4 separate regions of the Mus musculus genome follow, and regions 2, 3 and 4 are each linked to region 1. Evidence: chromatin contacts called from public HiCAR-type, HiChIP or PLAC-seq and Micro-C data. All regions are on one chromosome and are shown on one strand. The core of a region is the stretch at or near the end of the contact, and the rest is flanking DNA. Distances in the headings are between cores, read along the strand shown.

Region 1 (4,866 bases), core at 775-3,274:
GTGAAATAAAATGCTTGACAATGGGAAAGGTGGGATTTTAAAGGTAATCATTGGTAAACAAACTCATCGTATATTTGATCAAATTTCCCTTTCTATTTTATATAGAGGGAGAATCGCCTGTCCAAGAAGAGGACTGAAAACATCATCCTCTCCACCAACTGCAAACAGGAGAATGGCAAGTCAAGTCTCATTCCCCCTAAATTGCTTACAGTAATATCAAAACACTTATTCACACAGTCCATTCTTAAATAGGGTATTCCCCTTCAAAGTTTCTTACATTTCTTTGAATACTCCCAATTTTCCTTAAACATTAACCCTATGTTCACGTCTGTGCAGTAAGATGCCGCCACACAATATTTTACAAGTTGTTTGAATGTAAATCATAAGTTGTATGGGATCTTGCTTTTCACTACAGCACAGAGGAATCTTGAATACAAATTTTAGTATTTAAATCACCTCCTTTCCTGTTCACAGGAACCCTCCACTCCCCGTCAGATTCACTCTTTGAACACAATGCTTATTTTTGTTCAAGCTAACCACAAATGATAAGCCTGATTCCAGCAGGAAGGTCTGCTGCATTCAGGAAACTCATTAGGATAGCTAGAGACTACACCTACACCGCCCCTGAAGCGCGTGGTGTGGAAGTTCTCTGTACAACCTTCCGCTCTTAGGTCAATAAACACAAAGGAAATAAGGGCTTTAACTTATTGAAATTTAAAATCATAACAACAATAATAAAGCGATTGTAAACGGTATGTCTGGTTCCACCTCTTTTTAAAAAAGCTGCCTATCCTTAAAAGTTGCCGCCGAGATTTGGTGGCGTAGCTTAGGGAGATTCACAGCTGGACTGTGTAAGGTGCTCTGCTCTAAACCTGAAAAAAAGGTAGATTCTGTGATAACAGGTAAAATAATATGGGCCCTTCCTTGTGCTCAGCGGACAAGCCCTCAGACAAGAAGGAATCTAAGCGATGTAAATAGTTGGGCACTTTGAAACAATGACAAAAAGTTTAGTCCCAAAAGATTTCCTGTTTTTGTCCTCTTTCCATGGTTGATTATCACCTTAATAGCCCAGGTGCAGAGACACAATAAACAGAACACACCGCGTGTCAGTGTGGGTTTGGAGGTGAGTGTCAGAAAAGCTTCAAGACAGCATCATGTGGAAGCAATGAGGTCAGCATTCACTAAGTCTCTGAGGAGGAACGGGATGGCAGGACCAATGACTCTGTGGTCAGGCTTTGAGGGAAGGTGGGTCAGAGGAGGACTTTGTGGAGAAACCTAGGTCCGAGCGCTAGGCAGAAGACAGAATTCACAAAAACCTGGGGACAACAAGGGCAGCAATGACTCTCTTTGAAGTGACACCAGGAGAAGGCTATCTGCCCGGGGAATGAGGGTAGCAGCGGGAGGGCAGGAGGGTGACAAGGGACTAAGATGTACAAGCAGCTATCTCTGGAAGAGAAAGGGTTCAAGTTCCAAGCTGGTTGAGTTAAAACCAAATGTCCCCGGGGACCTGTGCCAGGAGGGTACCCAGCAGGTGGTCGGGGTGCCTCATCTAACGATGTACGGTGGGCGCTCAGTCCTGTGCCTGACCCCCTAGAGTCTCTGGTACTCACCGATCCCAGCGAGGGAAAGCTCCATCCAGGGCGCGGGAGGGCAGCGCGGCGCGGGCGGGACGAGGGCTGGCGGTGGTGGCGGCGCTGTCCTAGTAGCGTAGCCGGAGTCCGGGGGTAGCCAAGAGGCGAGAGCGGCGGCGGGGTCTCAAGGCACCGGGTGAGGAAAGATCCAGGGCTCCAGAGCTGCAGCGCCCCGCGCGCTCTCTTCCCATCTCCCGGGCTGCCGAGGTTGCTGCTGCCCAGAGCAGCCAGGAGAGGGGGAGGGGAGCAGGCACGCGGCAGGGAGGGAGAGCAAAGAAAGCAGGGAGGGGGGAAGGGATGCGCGAGGGGAGATGGAGATGATCACCGAGAGTTGGGAAGAGAAGGGAGGAGCATAGCAGCCGGGTACAGGTTCCCACCAGAGGAGCTCCAAAATGAGCCTGTGGGTCTTGCCCCAATACCCTGCCGCTCCATGCTAACCCCCTTCGCGCCCTTTCCTTTGGCTCTTCCTCCGGTGACTGTGCCTGGGAGTACCCACGCTCGGCTGCGGATGCAGTTTCAGCAAGCCACCGCGTGTGTTGAGTCGGGAGGCTGCAGAGACACAGCATTGCTCTCCAGGCCTGTGGCACCTGTGCGCGCACACATAGCCACTGGTTCCATTGCTGCGTCTCCGATATGCAGACTCTTAGTCTGCCACCCTCCTCCACTCTCCTTTTAGGTCAAACTGTGGACTTGCAGCAACCGCTTCTGTCAGTTCCTTATTGCTGTCCCCCACCCCCACCCCCCAGGCGCTATTTGGCACGGACTGTCCAGCCAGAAGGCGACAGCAGGGAGCTCAATGCAGGCAACCTTCTCCAGTCCCTTGTATCTGCTGCCTGTGTTTGTTCTTCACTGGGGTTGACCAGCTAAAGTCCGGGGTCAGGTTGGGGGGTGATTAAAATTAAACTAAAATAGGAGGGGCAGATTGTCTGGAACCAAATTCTCAGTGATTTGGGAAGGTTGTAAATGTGAAGGGCAGTGTTGTGCTCAGAATTGACTCTTCTCTGTAAGCAACATTAAAATATAAATTCATAGGTAGATAGACACATAGAAAGATAGATGGATAGATAGATACATGGATGGATAGATAGAAAGACAGAAAGAAAGGTAGGAAGGAAAGAAGGAAGGAAGGAAGGAAGGAAGGAAGGAAGAAGGAAGAGAGAGAAAGAAAGGATAGATGGATGGATAGATAGATAGATAGATAGATAGAGCTCCACTTTGCAAAGTTTTTGTTTATTTTGTTGGACTACAAGTCAATCCTCGAAATTTACTTTTAGACTACGATTCAAATACATATAGAAAGTATATTTAGGGGCTCCTCTTACACTCAAGAATCAAGGAATAAATTCACACATTTAGTAAATATAACGACAATCAGAGTATCGCTGACTGATTTCTGTGAACCTTGATTTTGTTTCATAATCTTCGCATTCTGATTGGAAATAGGCAGCAGACAGGAAGCAAGTGGATGATGTGTGTAATGATACAGGTAGAAAAAGTAGTCTAGTTAAACTCTCTTCAAATGATACAGTAAGTATCCCTGTACTTCTTAGCAGAGCACTGGAGAAAGGAAGTTCTGGGGTGTGTGTGTGTGTGTGTGTGTGTGTGTGTGTGTGTGTGTGCATGTGTGTGTGTGTGTGCATGTGTGTGTGTGTGTGTGTGCATGTGTGTGTGTTGCATGTGTGTGTGTGCATGTGTGTGTGGGTGTGTGTGTGGGTGTGTGTGCATATGTGTGTGTGTGCATGTGTGTGTGAGTGCATGTGTGTGTGTGCATGTGTGTGTGGGTGTGTGCGTGTGTGTGTGTGCATGTGTGTGTGCATGTGTGTGTGTGCATGTGTGTGTGTGTGTGTGTGCGCGCGCGCGCGCGTGTGTGTGTGTGTGTGTGTGTATGTGCACCAAGCATGTGTCCATGGGCTCACACTGCTTTTCTGAATGTAGAAATCTTCATGTGCTAAAGGATCTTAGTCTCTAAAATAATTTAGACATTTTACTTTACATAATTATGCCTTATATAACAAATGTACTCATATTAAAATAAATGCTTTCTCAGTTATGAATGCAGTGTGAAAAACATTTTTACTGCAACAAGTCAGCCTTACATATTATTGAAAAACTTCTATCTCTTCCTGTATTGTTTTACTTGAAGAAAAATAAAAGTTAAATTTTAGTGATAAGTTACTATTTGACAGTGTCTCTAACTTGTTAGACTCTTTCATGTTCAGCATGCATGCCAATGAAAACATTTGGTTTCATGTCTTTTTGATGATCAGAATAAGAGGACCATCTATTCAGTAAGGGCCAATGGGCCAGACGCCTCAGCTTCTAGAGCACATGTTGCTGTGTCCAGCATGTACACACAGCAGTACACCAGGTAGACCCACCGATTATTAATCATTTAAAGAACATGGAAAGGTAATGATTGATGAAGCATAATATCCCACTCAGCACTCTTACTCAGAGATGAATCATGAAGTTTGCAAATGGCAGTAACTGTTTAATTAATTGTGGTTACTGAGAATTAATAAAGTACAAACTTCCAGACAAAGGGGAGAGGGAATCACATGGGCAGATTTACATTTTAAATGTAAATAAATAAAATAACAACAAAAAACAAATTTCCTCATATATGATTAGGATATCCCCGACTTTAATGTAGTGATTTATATAATTTTCATATAGTTGAGACTTTTGGGCTTTCATACAATATATTGTATTATTAACCCCTACCTCCTAAATCCTTCCATAATCTAACCCTATCCCCACCTCAATTTCATATCCTTTGATTGTGTTTTTTATAAGTGTAGTAGTTTAAGTGAGAGGAACCTCCTTAGGCTAATAAATTTTGTTGGGTTCCAGTGGTTGCAACTATTAGGGGAGAATTAAGGAATATGACCTTGTTAGATGAGGCATGTTAGTAAGGGTGGGCATGAGGTTTTAAAAAAATCTTCTACCATCTATAGTGTGCTCTCTGCCTCTTGCCTCTAGTTTGAGATGGTACTGGATTTGAAGACACAAAGTGGTCATGGAGAGCAGCTAAGGCCTGACACTGTAAAAGGCCAGCAACAGCCATTAGTGAAGGTACAGCCTCAATTGCAGTTGATGGCCCAGGACTGAAGGGGTCATGCAAAAAATTTGATGTTTGGTACCATGAGGAGAGCCTATAAGAGGTTTTTGGTGATGTCTAGTTGCAGGAAAAGACTCCAGCGTATTGGAGATGCCAGTACCATGGAATACCCAC
Region 2 (4,866 bases), core at 1,425-3,924, 950 kb before region 1:
CGTAAACAGCTGCTATGCTGGCCTTGACTAGTGAGGGCTGACAAGGGAAGGAAGTCCCATACGTGAAGTGCAGACACCATCACTGTTCCAAATACTTTTCATCTTTAATTGGTTTCTGGAACCTGTGCATACAGATGGCCAGTCATATACAGCTGACTTTTTATATACCTCTTAGTCCTGGATCAAGAAAAGAACAGGCCAGGAATTTAAGACATTTCAAACTATAAATGTTTTTGTTTCAACATATACAAAATTCTCACCAATAAGAGTTTTTGGTTTTTTGACACAAGAGTTTCTCTGTGTGGCGTTGGCTGCCCTAAAACAACCCTGGACCTATTGACTTAAGAATGGACTTAGAAAGCTGGGTGTGCATTTGAGTTCAGAAGTCAGGAGGCAGAGCCAAGTGGATGAGTTCGAGGACAGCCTGTTCAAGAACTACAGTTCCAGAATATCCAGTGCTATGCAGAGCATTGACTAAAGTCCTTAAAGTGTCTGTCACTTTCATGACAAATGTAGTAATTTGAATCCCAGAACCGGATAGGACCTCAGCCTCAGTACTGAAGGACCATGTACCAGGAGGGCACAGATGGCCCAAATAGATTTTTAATGTGGTCCTCACAAATTTTCTCTCTCTCTCTCTTTTTTAAAATTAAAAATACTTTCATATAAAAAATACAGAGACTTCTGCTTTCCTTGAAAATATGGTACATTATTCCCACCTGTCCTTGACCTGTCCTTAATCTTAACTGTCAATCCTCCCCACCCCCAAAGAAAATCAACTTAATGAAAAGAGCTTGGATCCGAACAAGGTCTCCCCATCCAGTGCCTCTGACCTACAAGGTTTGAATCTTGACTCCTTGAGCTATGCTCTGAGAGTGAGTGATGGTTTGGCTTCATGGTGACTGTGAGGCTCCAGAAAGGCATTACTGGGAAGTGCTTTCTAGACCATACTGTCAGCTGTTCGCCGTCATTACACACTGTCAGTGCTCTCTGGGTGTCACAAACCCCTTTGCCTATTACCTGTCATTATTTGGCTTCCCCTTCCTCCCCCTCCCCCTCCCCCGGTTACCATGTCATTTGACAGAACTCAAAATCTAAATTAAAGAATGTGGTACGACTCCCTTACTTAGCAAGAAGTAGGAAAATGGATATGAAAAGAAAGCAAAATGAACTGTTGAATGCAGCTGGATCTCCACTAAGCTATTCTATTTGTAATGAAAGGATTGGGATTAGCACAGAGTATAATGACTGCATTTCTGAGGTCCTCACGTTCACTCACTAAACATCTGAGAGGAAAAGAAAAATCAGCCCTAGTCAGTCCAGGTACGAGGGACTCCTGTGAGGTCAGGCGTATGGTGTCCTTCATGGGCCTCATTTTAGGAAAGGGTTCTTCCGTATTCCAGAAGAAAACAAAATTCTAATGTGAGCGTTGTTCTAGGACAGTATGCCAGGGCAAGCACTTCATGTCTACCTCTATCAACATAGAAACGAAGCTTTAACTTCTAATCAACCAATTAGGCTGGAAGATGGAATTTCACAAACGGGCTGCAGTGGACACAGAAATGTCAGAAACGCTGTATGTCGTGAGTGAATGTCATCTATACTGTTGCCTTAGAAATTCACAGGCGCTGTTCCCCTTCTGGCCAATTTACAACAGAAAAGCTTCCCGGTGTGGGAGCCACAATAAAAATCATCTGCTCTTACAGTTAATTTAATACTAGTGAAATGCAAACTAGAACTGGAAACAGAAGGAAAGGGCAGCTTCTAAATTAAATTTCTTTTAAGGTCACCAAGATGGTAGTAAATTACCATGTAAGACACAATCCATTGAAAAACTCATCTGACTGACGGGTCCTTTAAAAAAAATCGCATACGTATAGTCACTTTCTTAAAGTTGAATGAAACCACTGTCTGAATACAAATTAACGACTGCTAAGTTGCCACAAGGTCCTCAATGCACATACTACTTTGTTTTAAGTCAAAATAAAAAGGATCTAAGAAATCACTTCTTCCAATGTATGTCCCAAGGCTGATGTTTAAACACGTCTCCTTGGCAACCAGGAAGCATAGTGCATACCGGGTTGGGGGAGGGGGTTGCAACTCTAGGTTGGTAGAATAAGTAACCAGAGTAGTAATTGCTCCCGCTAGACGTTGCCAGCAGAGGCTGCATCTTCTGAAACCGCAACTCCAGGTCTCGCCGGGTCTGGCTCATCCGCAGCCTCCCACCCTCTCCCATGGGTCTGCTGACACTAATTCCGAACCTGTCACAAGGAGAGAGACTGGCTTACCCGATGGAGGGGAGCAGTCTGCTGGGCTTGATACCCCAGGGGCTCCAGCGGGCACCAGGCTCTCTGCCAGGCAAGACAGCTCTGCTTTCCTCTCGACCCTGGGGAAACTGCAGCAGCTCCGTCTGCCCTGCCCGGGCTGCAGCAGTGATGATCGCGCGCTCTGGCGTGTGTGTGGATGCGAGTCGGTGTGCGCGCTACCCCGCGCGCTCCCGAACTCCAGGGGCTTCGGAGAGGGACCGGGATGTGTCGGCAGGAAGAGAAAGCCAGCCAGCCCCGCAGGTGGCGCGTGCGACCCGGCCCGCTCTACCCTCCCAGCAGCCGGTCTCCAGCCTCCCCTCACAGCCGCTCCGCCCTCCTGCCGGTGCGCGCTCCCGCCCCGCCGCGTTCGCCCGTGACACGCGCGCTCCCCGGAAGTCCCCCTCTCCGCGCTCCCGCACCCGAGCCGCTTGTCGCGGGTCACGCGCACAGCCTGCTACTCCCGCAGGCCTCTGCTGCTACTATGGCCCTGACACTAAATCCTGGTCCCAGGCCTCCTAGGGCTGGAAGTGTCTAAGCCTGCAGGTGCCACCTTCCCCATGGAGCGCGCTCCCCTGTCCCTGACTTGGCTGACTTATTCAGAGGCACTAGCCCAGAATAGCCTGCTGTGGCCTTCTGAGAATTCTTGTTAATAATGTACCTTTGAGGATAAGTGTGGAGCAACTTTTTAAGAAACCATAGCCTGCATAGGTAGACTTGTCCTGAACCAGAGCGAAGAGGGAGTATTTGACTATCACTAGACAGCACTAAAACGCTGACACCATTGTTGAATTACCAGGCTTGGCATAGCTGAGGGGCAGTGTGTAAACACGCTGAGAAACTCCCTTTTATGGAAAATGAATAATTTTAATAAGTAATACTGCACCTCTGAATTGGAAACCTTGGTCGAATGTGAAGTCAAGAGTGGTAGACTTGAAGTTGGAGAGAAATACTTAGTAGACACGAGTGAATTAAAATACTGCAAGACTTAAAATATATCCAGGAATTCTACAAAACGGAAAGGTTTGTGTTCTTCCATACACTGGAGCTAGCAGAGAGGCCTAGATCCGTTTTGATTTCTTAATTTTTCTCAAACCAATGGTTCAGCAATCATTTTCCACTTTTAGACCCACAAGAGTTTGAGATGTGTTTGGTCTTCTGAGATCTGCCTGTCTCCGCTCTTTAATGCCACGATTTCCATATTGGACTAACGGATGCTGACCTAACACTCCTGGACACCAGAGTATATGCAGAGAAAAGTATTACACCTGACTGCAAAGAAGGTTAGTGCTAGACTCTAGAATATTTCTTAAGCAACTGCTTCTTCATTTTATGCTGGAAGATCAAATGTGAAAGCATTATGACCCTCAAAATATTAACAATGGTGTCAAGACATAAGACGCTGCATCTTCAGCTTTAGCATGCTTACTGATGGTGTCAGTTTGTAAGGTCTTGTTTATGAAGCCATTTCCAGGAAAGCTAAAGTTCCTAGTATTTGGGCTCTTACAATCTTTCCTCTGCTTCTGCGCGCGTGGCCCCTGAGCTGCAGAGGAGCTGTGCTGTGCTATGTCCATTGAAGCTGAGGTCTCTTGATCTGTTAATCTATGCTCAGTTGTGTTTTCCTGTGATGGTCTCCATTTGCTGTAAAAAGATGCTTCTATGTTAAGGGGTGAGAGCTACACTTATTTGTAGGCATAAGGATAGTTTTAAACGTAGTTAAGAAATTATGCTGGCTTGACAAAGGGGTAGTAATAGATTATCTTCTAAGACCTGTGACCTCACTAGCTTGGGTAGGTTTCTGGCACAAACCTGCTTTGCCCCCTGGTGAAAGCGCCTTAAGTCCAATTTGACAGCTGTTGGTTCCTAACAGCATGTGAGTACCACTTACTGTATGTGTATGTATATCTTGCCATGATGATCATTGTGGGTCATAGGCATCACAGCTGGGCATTAACTATTAACTTCTTCCCTCCCTTGGAAGCTAGCATAGTGCTTTCTAATACTATCAAAGCTAGGGCACAGAAAGGGGACTCAATGATTAGATCCAGTTCAAATCATCCAAGTGCCCTGTGTGGTGCCTTCAGCAACCTCTAAGAGGCATCCAAGGGCAAAGCAATGGCCTATATTATTTGGAATTAATCATTCTAGCTAGCCCACATAAAAGACACACAATCCAGGTATTTTATTTGCAAGCTGTAAGCCTAGATTGGGCAGGTTTTAGAACTATTTTAACTTATATCCCAGCCATATGTCCTTTGTTACTTGCTGTTTCTCCAGGCCATGTGTTTATGGCTCTTCTCCTTTCATGGCAGCCTCCTCCTCCCTTGGTTTCCTTTCTTCTCTCCCTCTTCTTTCTACCTGCAACCTCTAGCTGGGTAACTGAAAACCCAGCTACCTTTATCTACTGCCTAATCATAGGCCTTAGCCTTTTATTGACCAATTAACTTGGGGAGCAAGGTTATATAGCATCATTTGGTACACATGAGAATCTCCTTGTCTCTGAAGAGCTCCCAGATCTTAGCATCAGAACAACTCCTACAGAAGCCACTTGGATTACCCTGAC
Region 3 (4,866 bases), core at 1,534-4,033, 900 kb before region 1:
CAGTTGCAAGTTTCACAAACAAGTAACTCCATGTCACTATAAAACTAGCCAAACCTACAACCTCAGAAATAATGTGAATTGGGCTCTTACAAATCCATTGACTCCTGTACTGTAGTGCAGATTTTAGAGAGATTCTCCCTCAACATCAATATCCCACAAAGATATTTCTGAGACCCACGAACATCTGCAACTTGCTCACTATAACGCCTTTAGCGTATGTCTTGAACTTGAGTCACCTACTTCCTGAGTGTAAGTTCTAAAATGCCTTGTAGGACACTGAAGTGTGTTCTGTACAGGGAGGAGTGTGTAATGGTGAGTAGAGGCAGAGAGGAGAACTGAGGAGGGTAAGTATTGTGTGCCTGACACTTCTTCGGAAGACGTGAATAAATGTCTACTAACTGGAGCTAGGGAACCAATGAATGGATAAAGTATATAATTCCACCAGAGTCCAACTTGGGAAGCCAGTGAATTTTGGGGGGAGGGTTACTCACTGGAATACATTAGAGGAACGGGATGACTAGTAAGGAGCCATTTCACTAACCAGCCTGCTGCGATCTGGGTAACAGCTCACTGAGACAGCAATTCTGGAGCTCTTTGTCTGACGGGCAGGCAGCTCCTCACCTCTAATCCTCCTCTCCCTAGCACTATTCAGTGGCCTTCTTTAACATGTAGCCTTCAGCTTTCCCAGATTTGTAAGCTCTGTTGACTTCCTGAGTCTCATAAGCATCCCTCCTGCTTTAGGAGGGAAGGTTCAACCAGGAGGAAATTGCTACACAATGGTGAGGGAAGCTTGCAGGTTCTACCTGATGGTGACTATTACTGCTGCGAGTGCGAGGCAAAGGCAGATGGCATTCTAGACCCTTGTTATAATGCCTATTGATGTTCCAGCCTTCCCAGGTTCAACAACACCATCACATGGAAAGAGCATGCTAGTCAATGATTGAAACTGATCTTGGCATAAACACCCACTTTGTCCTGGCACCATTTGGGCATACAGCACGAAACAAAACAAAGGAAAATGTCTCTTCTCAAAAACTAGCATTTTACTGTTTTGGTGATATTTGGAGTTCATCACTATCATTCATTATCAGCTATCAACCTTACTTCAGTTTGGCTGAGAGAAAAGCAGACTTCTGACTTCCCTTGAGGGTCTGCCTTCAATCCTCAGGCAGAAGCCAGAAAGAAAATCTTAAGTTCAGACCTTCTGCTACATTGTATGTCTTGACAAGAAGAGCTGAAATTATGGATTTATGGTCCAGGATTTTGTTTCCATTCTGATTACCAAAGTAAGATAGCCAAAGGTGGGTTCTGCTGGAGCCTCTCTGCCTTGTTTTGGTCTTTAAGGGTCTGAGTAACCCCAGGCCAAGGCTAGATAAAACAATAGGCTCACCTGCCACTGTCTCTTCCAGTGTCAAATCCAAGCTTTCCTGCGTGTAGAAATTCACAGATCTTTAATTTTGTACTATCTGCTGTCCTGGACTCACTCGAAACTCTTGTGTAAGGTTACTTTCATGTAGCCCTAAGTTTGGTGGAATCACATGAAAATTTAAAATACTTTAGCAGGCAGTGAGTGGAATTGCTACTATAATTCTTAAAGCACAGAACAGACTTAATGAGGCCAAGGAACATTTCTTGATGTCCAGAGAAATTGGTTTTAAAAAAAAGGCACCCAGTTATGAACTTGTTTAAAAAGCTCTCAGATGGAAATCTTGGAGCAGACTGCCACCTTCAGGATAACTAACAAATTAACTCACTGAACACGGTTTTAGCTTCTACATAACCCATCTCCAGAGACAGGTTTCATAAGCAACAGTGAGAACTTTACCCCTCTAGTGTTTTCTCTATTATGAAACAGTTTAATTAGTAATAGTCCTTAAAAAAATGAAAACCCCTCCCCCTAATTTTTTTCTTTAAGTTGGTTAGACACAACTAATCTATTCACCTAACCAACCAGGCTAAAATCTTTAATAGATTTCACAACCACAGTCTGGGAAAAATATTAATTCGAAAACTTATTTTCTTGCTGGTGGGCTTTAAAAACTATGGGCCAATCACATTGAATACTTTCGGAAACGTAAAAGAAGGAAGAGACAAAGGGTGGGTGGAAGAGAAGGGGAAAGGAAGATAGAATGTGTACCGTAGATTTTTTTTTTCTTTTTCCAAATACAGCGTTAAGTTACACCAGGGTTTGCCAAGATTACAGAGACTCGAGAGGCAGTAGAGCTGAGAAATGGGGCTGAGAAGAGCACGGTGATTCAGCGCTAATGGAGGAGTATGTCAAGTTAGTACTACTTATGAGAGAAGGGGAAGGAAAGCCTAAAACTCATAGCACTAGGGACAAAGTGGCAGGAAAATGGTATGTCAAGATAGTGAAAGAGTTAAAACAAACAAACAAAACCAACACAAAATTGGCTCAGAAAGCTCCAGGCAAGGGACAGGAAAATAAGGGCTGTTAGAATGGAATTGCGGCTGAGAACAAATATTCTCAATTTCTCAAAAGCATGGGCAGGTAAATTCAGAACCTTGACCCTGCGCTCTGCCCTCTGAAGAGGTTGGAAGATCTCCGCTCCACACTGGCTACTCGGGATTTTGCAACCGTGGGATCACAGCAGCTCATCCTTAAAGACTCCGGAGTCGCCGGCCGGCGTCCCTGACAACGCCCAGATGTCTGCGCATGCGCCTGTGCGGAAGGGTGGGCGGGGCGGAGTCCAGGGTGCGTCCTCCCGGCCACCAGGGGGCGACGAGCGCGTCCTCGGCGTTTTACCGGTGCCTGGCCCCTGGTGTGCGCATGCTCCGTGCGTACAGAGGTCACCGGTGCCGGTGGCTTCTACACGTGCGTAGTGAACTAAGGGCATCATGATTTAGAGATGGGGGCTCGCGTGACCCGCGCCTTAAGGAACTTCAACGTGGAGAAGCGAGCGGAGCGAGAGATCAGCAAGAGGAAGCCCTCCATGGCACCCAAGCACCCTTCTACCCGCGACCTCCTGCAGGAGCACCGGAGTCGTGAGTGCAGTCCCTCCCAGGCCTCCGGTGACATTGAGGTCGTCCCCGCGCGGGCCCCGGGTGGTGGCGGCTGGAAGGAATCCCGGAGCCCAAGGCAGCCCGCGCTCTCTCCCGGCGTCTGCGCAGGCTGCACGCAGACTCTCGTCCAAGTGTTTGCCCCAAGATGTCCAGATGATTTTTTTTTTTAATATTGTACATGTTTACGAGTTTAGAGATTTTTTTCCTTAAAAAAAAAAAAAAAAGATACTATGGCTTATTTTCTTTCCTTAGAGTATCCAGAAATCGAAGAAGTTGTTTCTAAAAAAGATAACAAGCTGCTGTCATTGCTAAGAGATGTATATGTCGATTCCAAAGATCCGGTGCCTGCCTTGCCGGTAATGTATACGTTAATTAAGTTGGCAGTTTATTTTGGAGGTCTGAGAAAGTGATCAAGAAAAAGAGGGCAACGAGTGAAAGTGCAAAGTGTGTGTGTGTGTGTGTGTGTGTGTGTGTGTGTGTGTGTAGAGGGGAGCAGTCAGTGTAGAGCACAGACAGCTAGACACAGGCAGGCCTGGACCCCCTTCGATACTTAGGGTATACTTAGGGTATACTTAGGGTATACTTAGGGTATACCGAAAGACCTGTGAAGGGATTGATTGGATGGACCTGTGTGAATTGTTTATTGCAGAAGTTGTAGGGTTGGGTTACGGCATTTTTTAGTGGTTTTCTGAGTGACCAGTATGACTTTGAGAGCTATTTCATATTCTGTAAATTAAGATGCTCTTAATGACAACCTCAGTGTTTGGGGGTTTGGAGTGGGGGCACGTTCATAGTTTTGAGGATGTGTCCCAACAGGATATGTAATATTATATGTAAGTTAATATAGCATGCTGGAATGATGGGTATGTCTCCTGTGTCAGGTGTAAGTGTTGTGTGTAGTGATTAAAACAGTAATTACTCTCTGAGGCCCATGGTACGTTGCGGACCACAGACCATTCCGTGGATGAGCAGCTGTACAACTATAATGTAATTACGGGCTGGGGAAGATGAAAGGCTGCTTCTGAGGAAGTGACATTTAACCCTGGGCCTGGAGTGCAAATTGAAGTTGCAGCCTGGAAGGCAAAGAATTAGATTAAATGAAGAGGAAGTACCAGCCACAGCCCTCAAAGTTTTTTTTGTTTTTTGTTTTCATTACAAAACTTTTTTGTATTATCTAATACTGAGCAAAAGACTGCAATTACAGCTACTTCTATAATATTCATAATTTAATAGTGACAGTAGGATTTAGTTAGTACCAGATTTTCACACAATAAAGATACATTGATTGTTGGCCATAGTGTATTATTTTTAAGCTCAGCAATACTTGGAAGGAGGGTTTCCCATTTATGCTAAGTATGAGGTGCATGTGAGTGTGTGTGTGTGTGTGTGTGTGTGTGTGTGTGTGATTTTTGTGTAAAGATACTTATTTGATATTATACTTGGTATTTAGTCTGTTGAAGTGACCAGTTTAACCTCTTCAAATAGGTGCCAGTCACCTAACTATAATTTATTTACTAATTTTCTGACTTCTGTTTATAGACTTATTGGTTGTTTGGTTTTTGTTTCATCTTTTTCTTTTTCTTTTTCTTTTTCTTTTTCTTTTTCTTTTTCTTTTTTTTTTTTTTCCAAGATAGGGTTTCTCTGTGTAGCTCTGGCTGTCCTGGAACTCACTCTGTAGACCAGGTGTTTTTTGTTTCTTACCACTAGACCCATACTATCTCAATAAAGTGGTATGACACATCCTGGTGACTGTTATAACCTAAAAAAGCTTCATATCTTCTCAAATCACTTCCTTCTAAATGAACTTGGGAATCAGATTTTTAGTGTCTTTAGTAAGCCTTGTTT
Region 4 (4,866 bases), core at 804-3,303, 830 kb before region 1:
AGTGGCCTAAGGGTAAGAACCAAGTTGGTTGAAGCCAGGGCTAAAAGGTGCAAGCTCCTTTGAATTAGAAAATGTCACTCATACCTTCAGAGTCCTTTGCTGGGACTGATGTTTGAAGCCCAGGCTGGATCATACCCCCTAATTGCCTAACATCTTCCTTTCCATTTCCGTTAGAGTGGTCCCACAGGACTGCGAAGCAAGGATTGAAACCAACAGATACAACAGCAGCTTTGGATGCTGGTCTGCTGTGGAGTCAGGAAAACTGCTAGTGCTCCGAGCCTCCTGGGCCCTCCACTCTGCCATAAATGTGGACGATGGTTAGGAAAACAGTAAGTGTCATTTATCACTTGGAAGCAACATTTCAAAAGCACCATAACTGAGATTTGATGGTGGTATCTTTCCTTCAGGTTCTTCCTGAGTCCAGTTTGGTGATCATGAATGCCAGTGGTTCTAGCAATCCAGGTGGAAGCCACCGGGCAGGTGAGCATGGGTCAAAGCAAGGCATGTCTGCCACTATAGTTCACGACTCCTTCAGCGGTCCAGGTAAGGGTCCAAGCTGGTCTTCAATGTGAAGTGCTCCAGATGAGCCCCTCCTCACAGTGTTGGAAATGAAGAAACACCCGGGAGGCTGCCCAATCAGCGGAGGGAAGCATGGTCCCATTGGGCGCCGATTTTAGCTCTATGGTAAGTGTGGCCCAGGCAGGGATGGGGGGTGTTAAGATAAAGATCTTAACAGAGGTGTGGGCAGTTCAAGCAAATGTGAGGTTTCCTGAGCTAGCCAGCAGTGGCTACACATCTTTGGTGTAGGGTCTGAGCACTTAACTCCCGTTTTAGGGGGTGGGGTGACCTGGGGACCTGGAGCGAGAGGAGTCTGAGTTTAGACTGCAGAAGACTCCCGGGAGCCTGTCTGAGCTGCCCCCTCCCCCTTTCCTTGCCTCCACCCCACTCCTCTCTTCCTTACCTCGCGGCCTAACCAGCAGCGGGCGCCTTTAAGAGCGAGCGCTGGTTAACCGGGGGCGGGAGCCGCCGGCAGCCGGCAAGGCGGAGGCACTGCCGGGCGATGCCCCGACTCTCCGCCGCCGCCTCGGCCTCCTCCTGCGCCGGGGGCTCGGAGCTGTGGAGCTGCGGTGCGATGTCCGCAAAGTTCCGGGAGGCAGCGGTCGCCTACTCCCCGCCGTCCCGCCGCGGCGCCTTTTGTGCGAGGTGTGAGCGCTTCCCTGGCAGGCGAGCGCATCCTGGGCGGGCGGGCGGGCGGGCGGTCGGTCGGACGGGCTGGCTGGTGGCGCGGAGCGCGGCTCTCTCCGGACCCCGCGGCAGGAAGCGGCTGACTCGGCAGCCGGCAACCCGGAGAGGCTCCCGGCGCGGCCGCGGCTTCCCGGGGCCACGCGATGTCCTGCGCTGCTTCGGGCCTCCTTGATCCCCGGTGCTCCAGCCGGGGCTCCGCCGAGCAGACCTCGCGGAGGGCTGTGACCCTCGGGAACTTTCCCGCCCTGGGCTCTCCACTCTAGGCTGAGACTCAGCATGTTCGCCTGGGTATTTAAAAAAAAACTTAGCAACGTAGCTTTATGAGAAATTAACCCCCAGGGCTGATCCAGTTTTCAGAAGTGATCTTTGATGAAATATTTGGATTGTCTGAAATACTTAGGAAATACAGGCTTTTGCGTTAGAATGCACCCCCACCCCCGCCTTCGCCACCCCAGTGAGGCAGGGTGAGGTTTAGTGGCATCCTTTTAAAAAAGGATTTTCTTTGTTTATCGACAAGTTTGCTTTTCATCATGTCTTAGATTAAGAATGCTCTAACTTCTTAAGGATTTTATAAGTAATATTTCTAGAAATGGTAAACAATACTTGGTTTATTGTATAATATGACTTTACTTCAGACACTTTTACCCAGGAAGGAGGTAAGCAATCATTTATTTGATAAAGGCTAATAGAAAGTTCATCTCCTGCGGACGGTCTTTCTCCACGGGTCCCACATGGGAAGGAAGCCCCACATGCTTACCTTTCGGGCTTCAGTTCCTGCATTCTGCGTTCTCCTGTTAGTGTGGTCATCTGATGTCAGCTGGAAGTCAAAAGTGCTGATAAAGAGTTCTGTGCGGTATTACACAGTATCACATAGCCCACATTTTAGTGACACAATTGATTGTATCATCTAGTTCACTTGGAACAATTATAATCAAACTCTCGCCCTTAAATCCTGAACTTTTCAGAGTAAGTTATGCATATGTTTCATATATGTGGAAGAAAGATACTTGCTACTAAAATAGTAAGGATAGCTAAGGAAATGCCTTATCTGTACCATGGAAGTTTTGCAATAACAGAAATAGCCACGAATACTGTAAAAAAAAATGGGACATTGATTTTTGTCTTGGAATATAATTTTGTCACTTTGTTACATATATGTATGTATATATACACATATATGTATATATGTGTACATGCACATTTATATGTGTGTGTGTCTGTGTATGTGTGTATGTACTACCAGAAAATGCTTACAGAGTTGTTTTAATCATCAGTTCTGATGTGTGTGTGTGTGTGTGTGTAATTTTTTGTCAACATTCTTGGAGAAGTATTTGCTCAGAAGTCTCATACTTAAACCCCTAACTCTGGGTGCAGTTGTCCCTTATGTTGGTTGTACTTTGGGCAGGTTGGTAAGGGTTTGATGCTCTAAAGGTGGCTGTGACTGAGTCCTGGGCAGTGTGACTTCTTTGAGATTATATCGCTATACTTGACTTGGGACGTATATTGTATGAGGATTCTTTTTGAGACCTTTTCTCTGTACTCACGTGCATGGATATGGATTTATGTAGATATAATGATGTCATACAAGCCCTGTGTCTGTCATGTATCTCTGTCACCTGTCACAGGGAAATCATTCAGGGACACAATGGCGCATGCTCACTAAGAACAGCAGATCTATATGGTTAGAAGCTAAAAACTGTTCTTGCTAGGGTTGGTTATCTTTGAACATTTTAGTTAAAGAATACTGCTTCCTGACAAACACTTCAACTCTTATAAAGCTTGGACTAGCATGCCATTACCAAAGATCTTAAACACACATATATCTATCAAAGCAACCCCACCACTGGGGTTGATTGAATCAGGCATTTTTCTCAGGATCAAAACAATTTCACCATTAGAAGGTGATTCTCTAGGTAAAACTTAGATTTTTCAGCACATCAAAAATGGCCTCGGGTGATTCTCCAGTTTACAACTTAGAAAGTTGACCTCAGTAGCAAACCTAGAGGAAGTTCTATGTTCCCCTCTGTGAAAACTCTTTTGCTGTCTGATTTGAGAGTGGCCCACTGATGGTTCAGTAAACAGTACTCAGAATACAGTGCTGCCAGGGCTATTAAGGGTACCATGCTCTTCCTTTGGAGCAGTCGCTTTCCACAGCTGATGCTGAGGGATTTCAGTGTCTACATGAACATTACAGATGGAATTAGCAACTCTTAGAGTGGTTTTTTATTTTTGCTTTAATTTGCTAGCTATTGGGGAAATGCGTTCGCAATTTGCTTTTGCTATAAATGCTCTTTACATTGTTGCAAGTGGTCTTCCTCATAACATCCCGCCCTCTGCTTTTGATAGCCAGGGTTAGGGTGAGTTCTTACTGTTCTCTTGAAATACATTAGGGAGTTTCTTCAAATTTACATTATGTCTCTTAACTTAAAAAGAAAAATCACGTTGGAAATGTTGAACTAGGCAATAGTCTTTTTTTCTTTTTGAAGCTGATGGGATTTTTGTCAGTCAGTTTGAATTACTTGGGAAGTTTCTGTAAGGTCAGACATGGTCTTTTAGTTTGAACTGGATGATGAACAAAATCAGTACTCTCGCAACCACAAAACACGGAGAACATTCCACATAATTTGCAGTGTGGGCAGCCCAGCATGCTTTGGTGTTTAGCTGGCTTGAGGCAGCAGGCCCTGCTTGTTAAAAATGGATTCTCAAGTTGACGACAAGCTGTTTCTGTCTTTGAGCTTGGCACATAGGATACAATGCCTTTTGCCCCTACACCAGTAGATATGGACAAAACTGGCAAGTATAATTTGTGTGCATTTCTGTTTGTATGACAGAAGGTTTTGTTACTTAATGCACGAAATTCTAGTGTCCTGCAAAGTTCATTCCTGATCGCTGTAAGTGGAAGGAGCATCTAGGTGGGAGTTTAACTCAGCTCAAAGGTTTTGGAGAAAAATGTGTGTATTTGCAGTTAAGAGGGTCCACTATTGATCACATATTGAAATTAATAGTGACATTATTGTTTTCAGCATTCATTTCATAAATAATGCAAAAGAAATTATGCCCGTCTAGGCCCAGCTAAGATTAAGAAATTACCCAGTCGGATCCTGACCTACATGCTGACTGATTCTTAGGTAATTTCTAGGTGGAACCCTCATAATTTACTCATGTATTTTACATACCTTTTGCAAAGTTTTGGCCAAAGCTTCTTGGTTAACTTTCTTCATTTGACCAGATGAGCTCAGTCTGTAGGAAGAACTGGGAGGAATCCTTGAGGAGGTTGGTGCAGAAAAGACGGACATCATTCTGCATTGTAGTGCTTACCTACCAAAGGGAGACACCTTGTCTTGTCCTACTTTCTTAAAGAAAAAAAAAAAAGCCTAGAAGACTTTTTTAGAGAAAGAACGATAGTAGGGATTTTAAAAGGCCCAAGTTTGGATGAGAATTAGCGTTTTGACTGGAAATTACCTAAGAATCAAATAACTTGTTTGCTGGATTTTTGGTTCTAGGCTGAAGGTGTCTGCTGCAAGTTCATTGTTCTCTGCTGGTCTACGAAGGAGAAGGATACTGGGTACAAAGGGGAATGAGACAGGAAAGGACATGTGATCGATCCCCTGCCTTCCAGAG

The links. A called contact is a pair of places that touch in the nucleus more often than the background predicts. HiCAR-type assays count read pairs that join an accessible place to other places. HiChIP or PLAC-seq counts read pairs in DNA pulled down with a chosen protein or histone mark.
Region 2: a contact with region 1 is called in a Micro-C map of embryonic stem cells, with 7 times the contacts expected there. The contact joins the promoter of Klhl32 here to the promoter of Fut9 in region 1. A contact is called at or near these places in 1 of 39 promoter capture datasets (cranial neural crest) and 1 of 484 Hi-C or Micro-C datasets (embryonic stem cells).
Region 3: a contact with region 1 is called in a HiCAR-type map of astrocytes, with 5 times the contacts expected there. The contact joins the promoter of Ndufaf4 here to the promoter of Fut9 in region 1. A contact is called at or near these places in 1 of 39 promoter capture datasets (hippocampal neurons), 1 of 484 Hi-C or Micro-C datasets (cortical neurons) and 3 of 115 datasets of contacts at active chromatin or transcription factors (astrocytes, embryonic forebrain and forebrain).
Region 4: a contact with region 1 is called in an H3K4me3 HiChIP or PLAC-seq map of embryonic forebrain, with 4 times the contacts expected there. The contact joins the promoter of C230012O17Rik here to the promoter of Fut9 in region 1. A contact is called at or near these places in 2 of 39 promoter capture datasets (cranial neural crest and hippocampal neurons), 1 of 484 Hi-C or Micro-C datasets (cerebellum) and 2 of 115 datasets of contacts at active chromatin or transcription factors (embryonic forebrain and embryonic stem cells).

The regions. Positions count from the first base shown.
Region 1 is chr4:25,797,979-25,802,844 of GRCm38.p6, forward strand. It overlaps Fut9 (fucosyltransferase 9), which reads right to left and starts at 2,025. Exons shown (of 3, transcript NM_010243.3): 1 at 1,611-2,025.
Region 2 is chr4:24,848,450-24,853,315 of GRCm38.p6, forward strand. It overlaps Klhl32 (kelch-like 32), which reads right to left and starts at 2,675. Exons shown (of 11, transcript NM_001163020.2): 1 at 2,289-2,675. It overlaps Gm31379 (a long non-coding RNA gene), which reads left to right and starts at 2,612. Exons shown (of 3, transcript XR_390445.4): 1 at 2,612-3,326; 2 at 3,431-3,586.
Region 3 is chr4:24,895,300-24,900,165 of GRCm38.p6, forward strand. It overlaps Ndufaf4 (NADH:ubiquinone oxidoreductase complex assembly factor 4), which reads left to right and starts at 2,784. Exons shown (of 3, transcript NM_026742.4): 1 at 2,784-3,003; 2 at 3,274-3,377. The coding sequence starts at 2,868. Gm46848 (a long non-coding RNA gene) reads right to left here and starts at 2,823. Exons shown (of 3, transcript XR_001784261.2): 1 at 1,391-2,823.
Region 4 is chr4:24,965,422-24,970,287 of GRCm38.p6, forward strand. C230012O17Rik (a long non-coding RNA gene) reads right to left here and starts at 2,054. Exons shown (of 3, transcript XR_881168.2): 1 at 2,003-2,054; 2 at 1-1,529. Gpr63 (G protein-coupled receptor 63) reads left to right here and starts at 1,019. Exons shown (of 2, transcript NM_001379626.1): 1 at 1,019-1,203.